Regions from separate parts of the Gossypium hirsutum genome. Here region 1 is linked to region 2. Evidence: chromatin contacts called from public Hi-C data. All regions are on one chromosome and are shown on one strand. Each heading gives the region's core, a stretch centred on a gene start, on an enhancer-like site or on the middle of the called end of the contact. The rest is flanking DNA. Distances are from core to core; before and after follow the strand shown.

What was found. Hi-C and Micro-C count contacts between places; a contact is called where the count stands out from the background.
Region 1: a Hi-C map of leaf shows a contact between it and region 2, with 2.5 times the contacts expected there. The contact joins the enhancer-like site here to the promoter of LOC107951314 in region 2. A contact is called at or near these places in 6 of 34 Hi-C or Micro-C datasets (callus, hypocotyl, leaf and 1 more).

The regions. Positions count from the first base shown.
Region 1 is chrA02:43,750,115-43,752,900 of Gossypium_hirsutum_v2.1, reverse strand. No RefSeq gene overlaps it. Among protein-coding and RNA genes, the nearest start is that of LOC107951314, 37 kb to the right of the region's middle. Within about 2 kb of position 1,475, at least 5 of the 9 cell types and tissues checked have an H3K27ac peak or open chromatin away from gene starts, as enhancers often do. A contact at or near this core is called in hypocotyl and leaf, where this site is marked.
Region 2 is chrA02:43,713,215-43,716,059 of Gossypium_hirsutum_v2.1, reverse strand. LOC107951314 reads left to right here and starts at 1,334. Exons shown (of 8, transcript XM_016886317.2): 1 at 1,334-1,808; 2 at 2,112-2,845. The coding sequence starts at 2,152.

The sequences.
Region 1 (2,786 bases), core at 226-2,725, 37 kb before region 2:
TATAATTTACTTTAAATTTTAAACATTATCAATTTTTCCGGTATTCATTTCATTTTGATCAAGCTAACTTGACAAGAAATTTTTGCTATGAGCGGTTAAAATTGTGATGCCTTATAGAAAAAGAATTTAGGCTTTGGAACTTGGACTATAAAAATCATTATATTAAATTTTGTTATAAAAAATATTTCATATAATTAATTTTTTAAAATTTATTTATTTTGACATTTTTAATTGAATTTTCATATATCATACTTTTTTCATTTTTTGTTTTTTTTTCAAATAATTCATATGAAGATTGTCATATATTCTTAAAAAAGATAACTTATTGTATTGAATTTACTTTATATTTAAAAATACTTTATATTTAAAAATAATTTATAAAAATTCAAGTGGATAATTTTTTGTAGTTGGTTATTTTAGTTATTTATTCATATCGGATTAGATGGTGCAATATTAATTGGATTTCGATATATTTAAATAAAAATAAAATTATTTATTTTTAATTAAGTTTCAATTAATTTAAAATAAAAAATCATAAATAAACGGAATAAATACATTAAAATGGAATTTGAATGAATAAAAGCTAAGTAACCAATAATTTCATGTGATAGCACGATACTATTTTATACCACATGCCATGAATACCAAAGGCACTATAAGAGGCCATTAGTAGAGAATAGGATAGGAAGAGTGTAATATGAATATGATTTGCCATTAGTAGAGGCCGGCGCCAACATTAACCTACTCTAAGGGACCACATTTCCTCTACCACTTAAGCTTCTTACAACTAACTCATGCAAATGTATGGGAATTAAATCTATTTATAGATTTTCATAAACACAGTAAAGAAATGTTTAATATTCCATTTTCCATTTTCCTCTAATTTTCATATTTTATTTATATAGATTATAATTTTTAAAAAAATAAAATGGAAATCTTTTGGTCCATTGTTAGTGGAGTTAGAAAATTTTACTAATAACGGCGAAATATCATTATATGTTTTAAGAGAATCTTAAAAATAAATTAAAATAGACATGTGTCATATACTAAATTCTATTTTTTGCAATGAACAGGATACTAACCCAAAAAATAAATATTATTATAAAAAAATATTTGATGTACTGCTAATGGAGTTTTTAGACTCTACAAGTAGGTTTAAGAAGTTGATAAGTATTTTATAAAGTTATAGTAAAATATTTTTAAAAAATAAATATTTAAAAAAAACACATGAAAATTTCTTAAGACTACTTGTGTTATAGAAAAATACACTACTAATATATCAAATACTAACTCATATTTATAATATATATACTTTTTACTTTAATATTTTATTTTTGTTTAAATAATTTCATCAATTATGTTATGTTTGATTGACTCATTGTCATTTCTATTGGAGACCAAATGGTGGGTCAAAAAGTAAACCCACGTGGTTGGTGGTCTGGCCATGGAAGGGCCTGGTTTCCAGCATAGCAAAGAGTACGAAGCCCACAATTGAAGCAAACTAACAAGGTACCATTTTAGACCACCAGGCCTTCTTCATCATCTTTAATTTCTCTCCTTCCATTTTAAAGCTACTGCAAACTGCAGACAAAATGAAGAAAAAAAAGAAGCTTGAACTTCCATATTTGACTGCTTGTTATACGATCATAAAAAGCTTATTTTCAATATAAATTCTTCCTCTTGAAGCAGATATTTAGATTGAAATTGAATTAACACTAATTCTACCATAGATAAACCTATGAACTACGTTTCAACATGAAATGCCATAAGGGTCACACAAGTGGCCCTTATTTTGCCAGTGCTGGCATCAATTTTCCGTACTCCATTTTGCTTCAAGGTCTCCCTGCATTAAACTGCGTGTAAAGAATTCTACCAAATTTGCGAGTTCGATTTTTTGTATACTAACGATTCCATTTCAACTTCTTTCTCTCAACATGCCTATGCCACAGTCACTCTCAATTATGGTTCTCAATTTGGATAAAAATTTATGCGAATATTTTTCATAATTAAAATAAGTATTATTATTCAAGAGCATTTTAATATTTTTATTTTAAAAAAATTAATAAAAAATGTATAAGGTGAAAGTTGAATTCATATCAATTGTATTAGTAAAACTTTTAACTTATCATTCAAATAAAACTTTATTTTGATATTTTTATATATTGTAATTTTATAATGCACACTTTATTATCTCCATCAATTTTGTATATTAAAAATATATTTAATTGAGTTGATGTCACAAGTTAACTTGATACTGACTCAAAATTGATAACAACACTATGATAAATAATTTAAATAATGTACATATTTCATTTGTTGTTATTAATTAGTTTCAAACAATACATTTCATTATTTCTTTTATATTTTTTTAAACATACATTTATATTCTAAATCTGTAGTTTCCACATGTATACACGTGTGATAAGATTTTTAGTGAAATTAAAAAAAAAATCAATTAACATTCACTGTGATAATTTTCTTAATAAAAAGTTTCTCCATTGATGAAAAATAAACCTTTCAAAATTGTCTACAAATCAACTTAATTCAAAATTTTAAGGTATTATCTAGAAAGGTACCTACTAATTGGATTTGGACATAATTACTTGTAATTGTAGAATGGTGATATATTTGAGTGACCATTGTAATTAGTGGGTCCCGCCAAATTAGGTTTAATTTAAGTACCTAATTACATTTTCCAATTCTTAGGAAGATAGTGAGAATTGGTGTAATTACACCGAAATCCAATTTTTAACAAAATGTTTTTATACAAGTTATAAAAATTATAT
Region 2 (2,845 bases), core at 85-2,584:
CTTTTTTATTCAATCATTGAACTTTTCCAAATGAAAATATTTTAATCATTCTCTCGTTAGTTGTTGTTAGATGAGTAACGGAAAGCTAATGTGGATTTTTTATTGGTATAATAATAAATTTTACTCTTAATGTTAAAAAAATTTTCATTTTAATTGTAACTCTAAAAAAAAAATCAATAAACTTAACATTCAACATTTATAAAATTTATCAATTTAGTTATAATTCTAAAAATTTCAAAAAAAAAGTTAAAATATTAAAAATGTTCATTTTTTTGGATAAAAATTATAAAAGTAATTAAAAACCTAATAAGTATAAATAAATTAGAAATAGAAAAATACAACAAAAGAGAAATATAGCAAATTATTCAAAAAGAAATCAACACGAAATGAATTTATGGATATTAGAGAGAGATGAAGTTGGACAATCCCATGAGACATGGAATTCACAAAATTATATTCTTTAGTTTAGTTCAGCTTGTATTTTAATTTATGGACACGATTTTCTAAGACTTTAGTCGTTTGAGCGACGTGCTTGGACTACGTAAGATTGAAAGTTATTGATAGCATGTACAAGTCAAAAAAAGCAGGGGAAAAAACCTTTTCTAAGTTTTTCATTTCGTGAAAGATTTCACTTTGTGTTGTTTTTTCTACTCAAACATTAGGTCTTTGTATATTTTTAAAATAAAAAAATAAAAAAATTATTTTGTAATGATTAAAAAGTGCTATTTTTTAGAGTAATTTAATTAAATAATATGATATTAATCTAAAACATCACACTTAGATAGTTGGATTTAAGCCGGCTACTTTTTTACCATATTCATGAAGGTGACAGTTTAAAATGAGCATGATACAAATGGTGTTTAATACTCTTCTTGTTCGGTGGATTATGGAGTTACGTTAAAGAATATAAGAAATGAATTTTTAAAATATTTTTCTTGTTTAAAAATAATTAAAATTAGAACTAAATTGAAAAATTAAAAATATTGAGGTTAAATTTAGTGATTTTTTAGAATTTAGACTAAAATGATAAATTTTATAAACACGAATGATTAAATTTATTAATTTTTTTAGATTTATAAATAAATTAATAAAATATGTAAATATTAAAATATCTAAACTAGCTTTATTCTATTCACTTAACTGAAATTAATAGTTGGATGACTAAATCGAAAAATTAAGTGAGTAAATAGTTGAATTTGGGTGAGTATGGTTGTAGTTTACCCCTTAAAAAAAAGAAAAAAGTCGTTAGCTACTGTGTGAAGGCCGGGACGAAAGTGCAAGTCACACGGTTATAATATTCGTCACTTTTTCAAAATTTTGGATTTTGTTGAACGCTCTTTTTCAATTTTCATTTTGGCCAGTTTTAGGAATAAAAAATGATTCAAGTCGTGAAACTTAACTGCTGTCTTAAAAGAGATGGCGATTAGAAAGAACTCAACACACACTACTAATATTATTTTAACTTTGGTAAGAGAAAGAAAATCACCAAAGCCAAAAAAGCAAAAAACAGACCAACGGACTAACCAAAGCAATTGACTTCAAAGAGAGAGAAATACAGCAGACCCAGACAGAACAGATACAGAAACAAATAAACCACCACCTATCAACCCCCCTTTAGGAATTTGGATCTTCTCCTCCTTTGTGTTTACGCCATTCTCAACACTTGTTTTTGCTTTCATTTATTATTATTTTATTATTTTGGCTGTATTTGTTGTGAGAGAAAGAAAGAAGGGGGAAGAGGGTGTTTGTTCAACTGAGGAAATCTGTGGAATTCTGGGGTTTTGACCAATTATTTCGTGGTGACCCTGGTGAGTATATCTCTTCTTTTTTCTGGGTTTCTATTTCTTTTGTTTTATGGATTTGGGTCTTCTTCTTCTTCTTCTTCTTCTTTTTTTCTTTTTTTTTGTTTCTTTAAAGCCCTCTCATCTTTGTCTTTTGGTGTTTGAGAATTTCCTGCAAATACATGTCCTTTTTATGTTTCTTCTTACACGTTTGTCGTTGGTTTTATCATTTATGTTGTTCTTGAAATAATATAAGGGAAAATATGAAATTAAAAAACAAAAGAATTCTTAGATTGAGGGCGAAAACTTAGTAGTGACTTGATGTTTCAGGATTTTCATGGATTGAGAGAAGAGAAAACAAGGGTATATAATGGGGAGTTATTTAGAAGAAGAAGATGATAAATTCTTTGATAGCAGGGAGGAGATTTCTTCTGCATCTGAGGAATGTGGTCCTAGTCCTGATTTAGGCTTAGTTAATGATTTTTTGGATAGTTTTGATCATTTCGAGTTCTGGTCTGCGTTCCCACAAAGTGTTGATAAGCGTCGGCATAACTTTAGAAGATGGATGGATCTAAGTTTCGATGGGAATTCGATTACCGGGGAGGTTCCTGGTAGTTCCGACAGGGATGAACTTGAAGTGGGAATTTCTAGAATCTCACTAGATAGTGGAGCTGTGTTGAGGACTTCAGGTCTTGAACATGGGGTTTCATCCAACCAGTCCTTGGTGTCTTCTCGGTTCGATGATGCTCAACAACCTGAGGATCATTTTGCATGTCAAGCCGATAATTTGGATGGTCAAGTGGAATCAGTAACAGTTGAACAGTGTCAGAATGGAATAAAAAGCTGTTTACAAAGTTCAAGTTCAAGTAGATCTGTTTGTTCCCAAGTGTCTGAGCGAACTACTATGTTATCTCCTTTGGTTGAGCGGCACTTGGATGGGGAGGTCAAGGGAAGACCTGCAATAGATGTGAAAAGGAAAGTGAAAAGGAGTTGGTTAAGAAAATTAGGTGCCATGGCTCATATTGTTGATAGACATGTTGATGTTTCATCGATGCCTGGTAATC